Regions from separate parts of the Rattus norvegicus genome. Here regions 1 and 2 are each linked to region 3. Evidence: chromatin contacts called from public Hi-C data. All regions are on one chromosome and are shown on one strand. Each heading gives the region's core, a stretch centred on a gene start, on an enhancer-like site or on the middle of the called end of the contact. The rest is flanking DNA. Distances are from core to core; before and after follow the strand shown.

Evidence for each region. Hi-C and Micro-C count contacts between places; a contact is called where the count stands out from the background.
Region 1: a contact with region 3 is called in a Hi-C map of the A7r5 cell line, with 11 times the contacts expected there. The contact joins the enhancer-like site here to the promoter of Sox9 in region 3. A contact is called at or near these places in 2 of 12 Hi-C or Micro-C datasets (the A7r5 cell line and Schwann cells).
Region 2: a Hi-C map of the A7r5 cell line shows a contact between it and region 3, with 13 times the contacts expected there. The contact joins the enhancer-like site here to the promoter of Sox9 in region 3. A contact is called at or near these places in 9 of 12 Hi-C or Micro-C datasets (the A7r5 cell line, Schwann cells, hepatocytes and 5 more) and 1 of 1 datasets of contacts at active chromatin or transcription factors (oligodendrocytes).

What each region holds. Positions count from the first base shown.
Region 1 is chr10:97,609,892-97,614,344 of GRCr8, reverse strand. No RefSeq gene overlaps it. Among named protein-coding and RNA genes, the nearest start is that of Sox9, 690 kb to the left of the region's middle. Within about 2 kb of position 3,149, at least 3 of the 93 cell types and tissues checked have an H3K27ac peak or open chromatin away from gene starts, as enhancers often do. A contact at or near this core is called in the A7r5 cell line, where this site is marked.
Region 2 is chr10:97,702,577-97,707,546 of GRCr8, reverse strand. No RefSeq gene overlaps it. Among named protein-coding and RNA genes, the nearest start is that of Sox9, 600 kb to the left of the region's middle. Within about 2 kb of position 1,991, at least 1 of the 93 cell types and tissues checked has an H3K27ac peak or open chromatin away from gene starts, as enhancers often do. A contact at or near this core is called in the A7r5 cell line, where this site is marked.
Region 3 is chr10:98,303,035-98,307,362 of GRCr8, reverse strand. It overlaps Sox9 (SRY-box transcription factor 9), which reads right to left and starts at 1,619. Exons shown (of 3, transcript NM_080403.2): 1 at 876-1,619; 2 at 1-54. The coding sequence starts at 1,306.

The sequences.
Region 1 (4,453 bases), core at 1,900-4,399, 690 kb after region 3:
AAGCATCAATTCCCACATGGTAACACAATTTGAACGTAGATAATTATCAGCAGACGGGGCCATTTTCTCTGCTAAGGCAAGTGTGGAGCCCCTCATTTGCAGGTTTTAAAAATATTGCTGAAGGAAGGATGCGTTCCAGAGTACTGTTGTCTTCCTTGGTAGTTAATTTCCAAAGAGATGTGCCCTGTAACCCCAAACACCCTGGTTTAAATTCAAAAGCTGGAAGAGATTGTGAAGTGGGTTTGGTTTGAGGACTGCTTAATCAGCAGGTTCATGCTTCTGAGTGGAGTGAGGGAGACTTCAGGCAAGAAAACAAAAAATGAGAGAACTCACTGTCCAGTGTTGAATGTCTGTCCCTACCCATGGAAGGGGATGGACGGACTACAGCGTCTTCCTGTATTAGCCAAAGAATTTGGTATATTTGTGTGATGAATACAGGCTTGTGTTTTTCCGTCTGGGTAGAACATGATTCGATTAACTTAAGAAAACAAAAACAAAACTCAAAACAACAAGCTGTATTACTAAGCTTTACTTCTAAGGTCTTCTCTAATGTAACCAAACCTCCAATTCCTGTTGAATTTTTGTTTTTTCTAATGAGAAGGAAGAAAGGAAATAAAAAGGAAAGATACTGAAGAATGGTCATCAATTTTCTATCATCTGCCTAAGTTGGAACAAAGACATTTAAATGCAAGCGTTATGAAATTTCTTCTGAATTAGCCCCTTCCTCTTTGCATTTAGATCTTGGTGTCCACCGATCAACAGTCACAATAACCGGGAAATGGTCATTCTGCTGTTCTTATGGGCTTTTTTTAAAAAAATGATAAATGCACAAAATGTCCATGGATATATAAACATTTAATGTAAATATGTAATCAATATAAAAACAGAATAGTGTGATAGAGAAGAAACATCGTAGACAGAGAAATTAGTAGTTGTTTCTCAGGATGTTTAGGGCGTTTAATATCCTCGAATCCAGAACTAGCCTGATTTCTTCATTTATCTTGTCCCCCTTGCAACTACACTAACTGTATGCATGACAGCTTGGCAGATGTATACAACTTGCCACTACCCCTGTGACTTTCTGTGTTCGTTAAAAAAGTTATCTGTCCTTACCGTAGACAGATATCACTCGTTTTGATGATGGTGATTGTTCTCGTGTCAAGGTGCATTAAAACGTTTTCCTTTCTCCCTTGCATGTCGTCATATCCCTTGTCTTTTCTTGGCTGTATGGTGCGCGCATGCGCCGTCGCAACTACCCACAGCTACACGTGGGAGCAGAGGTGCACCACATCGAGAGTTTTCCTCAGTCAATCTTTGTTTTTTTGTTCTTGTTCTTGTTTTTGGGTTTTTTGTTTGTTTGTTTGTTTGCCTTTTGAGTCGGAGTCTCATCCTAAACTTTGAGCTCGTTGATTGGTTAGGTTGACTGGCTAGGGAACTCCCAGGAACTATCAGTCCCCTCCGTACAGAGGTCACAGGTGAGTGCCACCATGACCAGGTTTTGACATGGATATCAAGGAGGTTCAAAACCCAGACTCAAGTCCTTATGCTTACACAACATGCATTTTATCCACTGAGACTTCTCTCCAGTCCACAGTAACACTTTTCTTCCTTTAACGAGGCACTGATGTTTTCACTTTTAGAGTTAGAATATAAAGTAAAAAATGTTGGGGTCTCGTTGAAAACCTGTTAGGACTTTCAAGATGGTGGTAGCCAGGAAGAAAGGCGGGTGTGAACTGTCATGAGTGTGCCTGGCAGTAGAGAGCGGGCAGGTCTGTGATAGCAGGTCTGGAGCAAAGGCAAGTTGTAAGTGTCTCTACTTAAGTTAGTGGGGCTGGAATCGAAATAGTCTGATACTCAGGTGGCTCCAGGCGTCAGGGAGTACAAAACCCAAATCCTGGCTCTCAAATCTGCCAATTTCTCCGTGTTTATCTGTGATGGCCCCTTTTGGGACTTTCAGAGTTTATTGCTACGATGCCAAATGGCTATGTTCACGACATACATCAGAGACGTGTTGAGCATGCCCGGTTTTCTGTAAATTAATTCTTGTAGGTGTTTATTTGGCCTGGAATGGTTTCACCCCAGAGATCGTTTGTTCACGGTTCCTCTGTTTATTTTGCTCAGAGGTTTGGATATTGTATACATCAGGGCATCTCGACTAACATTACCTTGTTGTTGTTGATGTTGCTCTCTCTTCCCCCTACAAATCGCTGGCCAACCATCAAGCCACCCTTGCGCCTTCCCCTGAATTGCCAGCTCCTCCCTGTGTCCAGTAGGCTAACATACTCACTTTGATAAGTCACGGTATCCACTCTGCTGAGTGCCAGGGAACTCTGATTCGCCTTCAAGGGCCAATCTGAAGTCAGAGTGTCTATCAGAGGCTCGATATCTTTATAATTTGCACCTTTGGCTCTGTTGTGGTCCTAGAGCTTTGAGCTGTTCATGAGAAGCAGAGAGATGTGACAGTGTATGCTTTACTTTAATTCCAGGACTTCAAGGGTGGCTTCCTGCTTTACCTACCATAGTACATCGCTAAGATGTAGCATTCAATCCCTGCTGGGATACAAGGAGCATGTGCCTGGATGGACATACTTCCCCGGGGACACAGACATCCAGGTCTGTCCCCAGGAAGAGGCTTCTTCAGCCTTGGACCTTTCTCCTGGGTTTCATGAAATCACTTTCACTCTTAACCACTGATCGCTTTGGAAAAGTGCTGCTCTTCGAACTCACAGTACACAAACTCTAGGCCTCTTGATTTTGGAATCAACTCTGGTTGCATTCTGTGCTCAGTGCTCTTATCAGCGTGGTTTAGGTCTTACTGGCATTCCTGAGTGACTCACTGAAGCCGAGAGAATGGAATTTAAGGACTCATTTAAACAATGAAAGTCTATCTCGGAAATTAAGACCAATGTTGACTTTGCCCAAAGCAGAATAGGCAAAGTTTCAAGGGGTCATGGAAATAACTTTTCTCAAGAACTAAGGGTTAAGACTTGTGACTCTGAACGTGTTATTCCCATCAACGTGTGTATCCTATATAGTCCCTGTCTCTATATAGTCTCTATTTTCTCTCTTCTGTTGCCTCGTGTCTTTCTCTGCTTAGGAACCAGGATCCTACTCATATGGGCATCCTGTCACAGCTGGGATCAGGAGCTCTCCTACAGTAAGAACTGAGTGAAGGATTTGTCCAATTGGATTGAGCCTTTAAGGATGATGTAAGCAGGAACATGACCTCTAGTGCATCTGCCGAACGTGTGTGCCTTAACTTTATATTATAAAATATTCTTCCCTGTTTTCTCTTCTAGGATCATCCTAGCTACCTCTAAACATGCCTTTTACATGAAAGGTAACCTGTGATCAAAGTCTTCCTACTGGAGCAGGTGGACAGAGCTGAGACAGGAGCCCTGGCCAGAGAGCTCAAAGGAAGACCACACCGTTACCACGAGAGCCTATCAGAACGTCGGATTCCAACCAGAAAGTATTTTATTTGAGTTTAGACAACTCGGACACAGCTGCTTGGGGTTTTTCTGTCAGTGTTTTACCTACCCCAGCTGCTACTGAAAAATAGTTTGCAATTCATCTGAGGATTCGTTATATATGCCCTGAAGTATACGTAGTAGCATTTAATTGGAAAACCATCAAATAAAGACTTCGGGGCCATGTGAAAGGACCACCTCGGTGCCAACTCTGAGCAACCGGCCTCTGTGGCTTTGCCGTATATGGATGCTGACGCAAAGATACCCCTGTGGTAAAATATACTTTGTCCCATTTATAGGCAAGCGACCTCAACTCAACTGACTGGCTTGGGAAGGTGAGGGGCAGGCAGTTGGGTCTCAAATCAGTTTAGGATACAAAGTAAGCTCAACAATTAGATATTCTACTCATCAGGAGGGACCTGAGCTGACAAGCTGGGAGCAGGAAAGTTTTTCTTTGATTTCTTTTTTGGGTGTGTATATGCATATTGACGTGTGTTTGTTTGTGTGTGTCTGTGTGTGCATGTGTGAGTGTGTATGTGTGTGTGAGTGTGTGTATGTGTGTGAGTGTGTATATGTGTGTGAGTGTGTATATATGTGTATATGTGTGTGTGAGCCTGTATATGTGTGTATGTGTGTCTATGTGGTGTGTGTGTGTTTATGTATGTGTATGTATGTGTGTGTGAGTGTGTGTATATGTGTGTGAGTGTGTATATGTGTGTGAGTGTGTGTATGCATGTGTGTGAGTGTGTATATGAGTGTATGTGTGTGTATATGTGTGAGTGTGTATATATGTGTGTATGTATATGTGTGTATGTGTGTGTGAGTGTCTATATGTGTGTATGTGTGTATATGTGTGTATATGTGTGTATGTGTGTGAGTCTGTATATGAGTGTGTGTGTGCTGTGAGTGTGTGTATATGTGTGTTTGTGTGTGCGTGTGTGTATGCATGTTGGTATGTGTGTGTATGTTTGTATGTGTGTGAA
Region 2 (4,970 bases), core at 742-3,241, 600 kb after region 3:
GCTCCTCTCTGTCTCCCTCCCATCCTTCCCTCCCTCCCATCCTTCCCTCCCTCCAACTCCTCCTGTGCCCTCTCTCAAATTCATGAGTTTACCTGGAAACTTCACCAAGTATAAATCTCAACGATATGGTTGCCTAGACAAGAGCTATAGACCTGCAGTTGTCCAGGCAGCACAGATGGGGGAAAAAAAAATCACAAACACGTCACCCATGAAGAGCTATGGGTGATTACGATAGCTGCTAAGAGAGAGAGAATCAGTCTTCCCCTGGGATGAGCCCCCTTTTACCGTTCCAGATCCTACATGGTCAACCCCAACCCCATGCACACATGAGTAACCTTAAATAAACTTAGTTGGTGACATGTATGCCTAGATGGACCAAGATATATTTAGTCATGGAAATACCAGGTAGCAGAGGTCAATGGCCTGAGTCCCAGTGTCAATCCCTGTCACCACAGTAGGATAGTGGAGAAGCTTGCAGACCCAACGTTAAGGCTGTCCCCGGAATCCCAACTTCCATGACCTTTGATCCTAATTGAATGATTGAGATAAATAAGAGGTTTTGAGTGGTTGGGGGTATAGCTCACTTAGAAGGGTGATTGCCTAGCATTCAGGAAGCCCTGGGATTTATCCCAGCTCTTTAAGAATTGGGCATCATTGTAGACACCTGTAATCCCTTCATGTGGGAGACGGAAGCTGGAAGATAAGAAGTTCATGGTCATCCTTGACAGAGTGAATTGAAGACAGCCTTGGTTACTTAGGGCTTTCTGTAAATTTTTTTGAATGCTTTGGATATTGTTATGTTAATCAAGATCAAGGGATGATCTTGATTCTGTGTAAGGAAAGAGAATCCAAGTGAATACTCAGGGAAGGTGTGAAATCTTCTTCACCAAACCTATTATTCTGGTGTTACTAAAATGGAAGGAACTACATACAATATCTCAGCCTCTAGGTTACTAACTGATTCAGTCAAACTAAGCGAAAAGTCTGTATGATTTCAACCATTTTTCTAGTCATTCCTCACATGTGAATTATATGCACTAAGTCAGTACTGACCTCCAAAAGGTGACAACAATTAAAATGGTTATGTAATGCACTGATACAAAGCTATCCTTTGTCAAACAGTTTTAGAGTCATGCCACAAGCTATGCTAAAACAGCTAGTACTTACCAATTGTTTACTATGTGACTTTGACAAGCTTTGTGCCAAGTATTTTATGTAAATGGTCCCATCTGCTTTCAGGACAATCTTCTGAGAGGTAGACTAATATTCTCAATGTTTTGGAATAACCAAACACACCTCAGGTACTCCTCAGCATTACTTTTATTACATGGAGATATTCTACCAGTAAAGAATAAATGCCGGTATTGAAAGGATACGTTATTCTGTTTGTTTTATTTTGAGAATGGGTCTTGTTAGATAGCCATGCTACCTTGAACTCACAATCTTTCTGTTTGGACCTGAGAAGTTCTAAACACAGGGCCACACCCTACCTTAACGATGTACTTTAAACATCATATGAGGAATGGCAAATACAGAGCAATCTTACCACAGACACTTTGAACCATTTACATTAAGATTAATAGGCTGTCGTGAGAAAGTAGGATACATTTTAAACCCTCTTTGATCTAGGGAGGGAGACAGATGAAATTGATTTTAAATGAGATAACACAGAGTCCATGTTAAAATTCCAGTCGACCTACTATTCTGGGAGTGATCCTTTGGACAGTGAAGCCTGGAGATGGAATTTATTAATGTGTCTAAACTGAAAGATGGTGCCAACAGAAAAAGTTATGCACGTAGTAGGCACTTTGTGCCAGTTACTGAAGCTATCAAGCTGGGCTTGAGTCTGGCTTGTTAACGGCTGCATGGGGGACTAGTTGAACCTAGTTTGCTTAGAACACATTCACTTTCTATTTGCCCAGGGTCTCTAACCGGGAACACAAGAGGAAGAGAGTCACTGCGCCCTCTAGGGGATGTTGTAGAAAAACCTTGCCCGGGAGAACAGGAAGGAGAGAGGAAAGATCTGAAAAAAGTCCAGAGAAAAGACACAGGGTGATTCTTCCTCTAGAGCTCCTTCCTCTTCTCATGGAAGCAAGCATCCCATTAGAGCTCTTAAAAGGCCCCTAACTGCATCAACTCTTCAATTATTTTATTATTAAAAGGCGAAGCTGACAGCATGCTATCCATTTTTGGCTGCACACTATTTCTCTGGCCCTGGTATCCCAAAATAGCTCCTTGTGGTGACGCGTTTCTACTCCGGTTGGTAGGATCCTTTCGGTGGCCTCTCCCATTCTGTTTCCGAATGCTACGTGCTGTCTCAGGCATTCAACCTCTCCAACCAACATCACCTGTTTCTCTGTGAAGGATCTGACCTACAGAGAGCCAGGCTACCTTTTGAAGATAAGAAGATGTTCAGGGAGACAGAAAGGGCAAAGAAAGCCATGCTTGCAGCAGTGTCAATCAACAAGCTGTGATTAATTACTGAGAGTGGAGTACTTAGGCAGCTTCAGAGAAAGAAGGAATTTCAGAGAAGCATTGACATTTACACTCAGGGAGTATGTTAATTTGTCCAGAAAAAAAATCACATGAGTACCTTATCTAGTCATCCATTATACACTTAAGAGTTACTTTTATTCTTCTTCCCATTTCTTCCAAAACATAAAGACAAGAAGTATGCTCTGGGTCACTGGTCAGTAAATAGCAGAGGAAAAAAATAATCTTGGGGCTTTCTAAAAGGTGATGTACACCTTTTCCAATGACAGTAACCACCACTTCCAAGATGGCACTTAATTTAACTCTCCTGGCAATGTTGTAAAAGATAAGTATTAATCACTTAATGTGTTGAATTATTTAGTGAAAGTATCGTTAATTTGTGGCAATAAAATATAGAAAGAAGTCAGAGCTTACCTTGTGTCGGGGATTTGTGGCATCAGATGAAGTATTGAGAAAAACAAAACAAAACAAAACCAGAAGTAAAATTATCACCCAAGATGTGGGGAAAGCCATACAGGGTTGAAGAGACTTGGACAAGGATGGCCAGCAAGAAACAGCATAAACCAACGTACGTAGTATCATTTTTGAAGGTCTTATTGATGATGTCTTTCTTCAAGTTGCCTTTCTATTCTCTGGAGGGGGGATTTGAGGTCTGATTAGAAAGCAGGGAGGGAGCCAGCAGAACAAAATAAATACCAAGAACTGTCCCAAGACAGCCACCCAGACCCGGTGTTACAGTGCTGGACTCTTCGTAGTTAAATGCCATTCTAGGATTTGAGTATCAAAATAATGAGGGACTGAAAGAGGAATATCACTGACGGAGTTTTGGTCAAATTAGGCTCACTCCTCCTTCCTCAGCTTTAAGTAAGGAAACGTTTTCTTTTTTCCTTTAACACCACATTTTTTTAAATGTGAGAATTTATAATTTATTCATTTTATTTCATTCCTGTGTGTTTACGCATAGTGGTGTAAAGGTGGAAGAAAGCAGGTCGGTCTCTACAGAGACCAGGAGGTAGGGTGCCTTCTTCTGTTCATCTCTGCTCTATTCCCTTGAAGCAGAGTCCGTCTCTGACTCTGGAAGTTTATTATGTTTTGGCTAGGCTGGCGGGCCAGCAAGCTCCAGCCATCTTCCTGTCTCTGACTTCCAAACCCCACCTCTCATAACTGCGCACAGGTACCTGTAGCCACTCAAGGCTCTGTGAACGAACCAGGGATCCAATCTTGAGCCTTCAAGCTTACGCTGTGGTAATGGCACAAACTGAGCCTTCTCCCCTGCCACAGGTATTTCTTATTAATTGAACGTTATGACAATATTTTCTTTGCCTCTCTGGAATAATGGGAACATCAGAAACTAGACAGTGGTTTCATGTACTGTGGCGACTCGAGGACACGAAGAAGACAAAGACTCATGGTAGCTGTTTAGTGGAGGGTGTCTATAGGCTTAGCTTAATTGATGTTCAACCTGAACATATGCCTGGATTAAAGGGAACTATGGAACCTATTCAAAGCTGACCTCCTCCATTTGTAAAGAGAGATTTCTCTGTTGCCAAATTTCAGCTGTCCTTGGCTCAGGTATCTAAAATTGGATGTTGTCAGCAAATCATATAGGTATTCTTGCAATAAAAAAACCAGCCAAACAAACAAAAATATAAACCAAGTCCAAGGATAAGGCATAAAACACAGGGGGAGCACTTGGTCCTTCAAAAGGGACTTAGATTTGGGTTATGCAGATAATTAGAAGGGTCACATGCCCCTCTCTACATAAGCCAGTTCTCTGCTGACAGGAAGAAGAGACATGTTTGGTCACACATGGATATGATTCAAGAAGGTCATAAAGATTGGTTTGATTTTGCAAAACTGTCAAGATCAGGAATCAGGGCAGAGCCAAGCCAGTATGGGCCTGAAGGGAATTGAAGAAACTAAGTGATAGAAGATAGGTAAGGATAGAACTTTCCAGAGAATTGGCACTGTCCTTGGAATTTACTTATGTCTCAATGCCTAAAAACATCCTGCGATGTGATTCCGTTTCTTTATTCCATCTCCCAGGTTTATCCATTCTTGCTTTGGGAATTCTGAGTCCTTCAAATAATTCCTTGAACTCTTCCCATTAGATTAACACCCTTAACAGAGCCTGAGAGAAAAGGTTGAGTTTCAGGCGTCTTCTGTGTTGAGGAATTTACTTTCAACATCTTGACATGAGCCAGAGGTCTGCCTTGCAAGCAAGAGAGACGGATGCAGGAGGAAACTGGGCCTGACAAATGCCAGTCCCACCTGTGTGGGTTAATAAGCAGGACTCCAGCCCAGCCAGCAATCCTCTTGTAACTGTCATTTCCATGCAACCAATCAATTGCCTGGGAATTATCCCAATAAAAAAAAAAAGAATACAGTGTGTCATTTATCAGGCAGCCAATTAAAAAGCCTCTGCAGGAGAAGGTGAGCTGGAAGCCGTTCTCACAATGCAATCAGGGCAGAGCCAA
Region 3 (4,328 bases), core at 370-2,869:
CGCAGCCGCTCCGCCTCCTCCACGAAGGGTCTCTTCTCGCTCTCGTTCAGCAGTCTGGGGGGGCAGAAGTAAAGAGGGAGGGGGGGTCAATGAAACCCTGGGAGCTGTCAGGTCCCCACCCCTCCTTCGCGCAATACCCCTCCTCCCTTCTGTCTGCTTTCCATCCTCCTCGGAGACTCAGAACTTTTTTTTCTTTCTTTTTCTTTCTTTTTTTAAAAAAGTATTCGGAGTCGACCTGAGCGGTCACTCCTCGCCCCGCCCCGCCCCCTCCCGGGCCTCCTATTTTGGAAGCCCAGTAGACGAAAATAGCTCCCTGCTGAGGCTGCTCTAAACGCCTTTGCTACCGGAGCGGTCCACCCCTCCCAACACGCAGTAAAAACTTTCCGAAAACCCACTTAAATTGCAAGAAGCTCGCTCTGTCGATCCACGCCCCTACCAGTTCTCAGTAGCTTTCCCCAATTCTTGCCTGGGTCTACTCCGGTCTCAGTTACACTTTCCCTTCACTCGGTCTTCCCAGGAAAGAGCGCAGTTGGCCGGGGGGGGGGGGGAGGTGGGCTTGCTTCCTCTAATTGTTCCTTTCAAGGAGGACCGGGGTGGCACACCCCCTCACTCCCCACTACATTCCTACATTCACGCCACTCTCCACCGCGCACCCCCCAACTCCCCGCCATCGCTAAGAGCAATCCCAAGAACTTTCTCAAACTTTGAGCTGCGTCCCCCCCCCCCCAGCCCTCCCTGCCCTCCCCGCCCTCCCCGCCCTGCATCCTGGACCGAAGACCCCAGGATGCACAACTCAGGGAGGCGGGGCGGGGTCGGTAAGTGCAGCCCGCGTCCCGGGTAGCCACTGAGCCCTCCGTGGCAGCCCGCGCGCTCACCTCCAGAGCTTGCCCAGAGTCTTGCTGAGCTCCGCGTTGTGCAGATGCGGGTACTGGTCTGCCAGCTTCCTGCGCGCAGCCTGCGCCCACACCATGAAGGCGTTCATGGGCCGCTTGACGTGTGGCTTGTTCTTGCTGGAGCCGTTGACGCGCACCGGCATGGGCACCAGGGTCCAGTCGTAGCCCTTCAGCACCTGGCTGACCGCCTCGCGGATGCACACTGGGAATTTATCTTCCTCGCTCTCCTTCTTCAGATCCGGCTCGCCCTTGGGGAACGTGTTCTCCTGGGGCCGTGTGTTCTCCGTGTCGGAGCCTGAGCCCGAGGGGCAGGGCGAACCAGCCGAGTCCTCCGACATGGTGGGGCTGGGGGCGCCAGACAAGCCCTTCTCCTGCTCGTCGGTCATCTTCATGAAGGGGTCCAGGAGATTCATACGCGAGCCCGGGGCAGGGGGCGGGTGGCCGGGAAAGGAGAGAAGCCGCGGCTGCTGGGGCTCCTCTTCCCTCAGCTGCCCGGACGCGGACGCCGAGCGAACGGCTCCCGGGGAGGTTGGCGCGTCACCCGGCTGCGGCGGCGAGCACTTAGCAGAGGCGCTGGGTGGCCAGTGCTCAGTTGCCCGCTCCAAACCCGGGGAAGGCGAATCGGAGCGGAGGAGGAGGGAGGGAAAACAGAGAACGAAACCAGGGCTACTTGCACCCCGTCTCTTTTGCAAAGAAAAGTTCCTGGACCGAAACTGGTAAAGTTGTCGCTCCCACTGAAGTTTCCAGACAGTTCCGAGCAACGCTCTCAGCTCTCCGGCTCCCAGCCCAGAGTCTCTTTAATAAATACTCCCCCTTCACCTTAGAGACCTCGGACCAATCACGGCTCGGCAGTCATCAGGGTTGGCAAGTCGCTGATTGGACCGGATTTTGAAAGGGTGGGGGGAGGATTGTGGCTCCGGGTTGGGTGACGAGACTCGAGGGGAGGAGAGGGGAGGGAAGCTCAGCCGGAGGGTGGATGGGGATGGTGGGGTGAGGGGACTTGGGGGGGGGGGCGCGGGGCAGGCGGGGGACCCGGGACGTCCGAGTGTGTAAGTTTGCTCTCTACTCTCCGAATGTCACAGTTTTGGAACGGTCTCCTTGTGTGTGTGTGTGTGTGTGTGTGTGTGTGTGTGTGTGTGTGTGTGTGTACGCGCGCATGTCTAGACTAGGACCCCCCTCCCACTATCCCTCCCGCCCCCCCCCCCACCACAGTCCACTACTTTTTCGATGCTGTCTCCGTGGTACCCGGGACTTTGCTGGCGTTTACAGCAATGGAAATTGCAACAGCTGCTCGTCAAAGCGGAGCTCAGCTTCTGCGCCTGGAGTCTGCCGGCTTCCCAAAAAGTGCTTAGAAATTGTCTTTTGGAAGCAAATGTTTGGGTGACTCAACGCCCGCTGTTCTCTGTAATAATCCATATAAATAGATTAACGCGCTCTGGTTCACCGAGGCCGGTGTGGTGGTGGCTGGAGATTCTGCTGCGCTCTCGCAGTGGGAATCAATGAAAACCAAAGCCAAGCACCGGCGAAAGCTGGCGGCGGGGACCGCGCAGTCCCGGGCTCTAGCGGCCGGTCCCTTGGGCCACGCCGACCTTGAACTGACAAGTCCTTCCCCGGCCCCTCCAGCACTCTGACGCCCCTTGGAGTCAGGATTATTACTTTAGAGTTTTGTTTCTAGCCTCCTGGCTGAGTCACAAACACCATCAGGTTCGCTACTGGAGTTTGCAAAAACTGCTCCGGTGTTGAGAGTGAAGTTTGCAAAGGTGGCAGCGCAGGACGGTGAGGCCGAGAAGGCCCTTGACTTGGACTGGAGACTCCAGACAAAACGGGCCACTTTGGCGGAGCCTTGTGACTCCCTCGCTTGGGCCTTCCTTTACCAGATAACCTGGGAAGGCGAAGCGCTAGGCGTCTGAACTTTAGTCGCGTCCTTTTAGACCTGCACACAGGTGGGCGTTCTGGGGGAGGCCACGTAGGTGTCCGTTGTACTTTAAGAGTGCTTGGAGCCGAAGATCCGTGTTTATTCAAACTCTTAGAGCAAAGTTGGATAAGGGAGGAATTATCTTTTCTGGAACGAATAAAAAAATCTTAGTTGCCATCGGGCGACATGCCCTCGGAACCACAAACAAACTCACAACGGTGTAAAAAAAAAAAGATAAACAAATTCATTTAAGCACCCCTTTCTGATTCTTGCAAAACTTCGCTTTGGACTTATTAAATTATTGATAAAGTGAACCGGCCTGTGTTCTAGCGAAGACAGGTTCCTACCCTCCAATTTGCTAAGTGTGGACACTTAGATATAAACGAATTTTTTCTTCGGGGTGCTTTTGAAAAGCTCGTTCCCCTTCGTTTTCTTCCGAAGTGGACATTTGTTATTTAGGGAAAGGAACTCGGGAAAACAGTAAGCTACGACTCGGTTCGGTCGGGTTTCTTTTCAAACGAATGTTACTCGCATTGTGTCACTACCACCCTATAGTCTGTTTACGAGCTTAAGAGACGTACAGACAATAGCCATCTATTCGTATCTCACAATGTGTAAGAAAATATATCTTTTTTTTTCAGAGTTGGGGGGCGGATTTTCTGTGCTCTGGGATGAAGGTATTTATGTGATCCTCAAACCGATTGAAGAGACCAGGGACCACTGTCAGATGTATTAAACCAGCGAGTTGTAATTTGTTGTAATTACCACGTTTTCTAAAGGCAGCGAGAACGACAGTGGCCTTATAAGGCATTTTGAAATATTTTATTGAGTATTTGTTCATGAATACTTACATTTACCCTTAATACAACATATGCAGAGATGTAATGTGCTACGACATTTTAAATCATGAAACGTCTTACATGTTTCTATGCCTCCACGCAAGCGTTTTTATATTCTTGAGTCTTTTTTTTGGGGGGGGGTGTTAACTTTTTAAACAAGTTGAAATGAAAATTGCACTGCAATTTTCGGCAACATCCAGAGGGGGCGCCAAAAGCCCAGAAACTGTCTGGAACTTTTGAGAAACTGCTGGAAAACTTTCCTTGCGGTGAACGGGCAGGGGCCCCGGGGTGGGGGAGGTGGCAGTGGTGCGTTGCTCGCAGTCAGTGGTCTTTCCAGGAGGAGACTTATCTCTACCGGAATTCCAACTCCTATTCTTTCCTGTGAGGATTCGACTGCGTGCAGCCTCGTTCAGGGGACCAGGGAAGTGCTTGTCTACAGGGAGTTGGGGGCGGGGAAGGCACTGCAGATGCCCAGGCTTTCTCATTTACAACCTGGAGAGTGAGAGTTGAGGGGCGCGGGTGTGTGTGTGTGGTGCCCCTTATTCTCCAGGTGCCAAGAGTTATCTTGTGTGCCATGATCAGGCGAAGGCTGTCTGTCAGGCACCTCAGTTTAAGAGTGGCTGAACGTGAAAAGCCCACTCCCAGAAGCCCTTCAGGGGCTTAGTCCACTGTGACTTGACT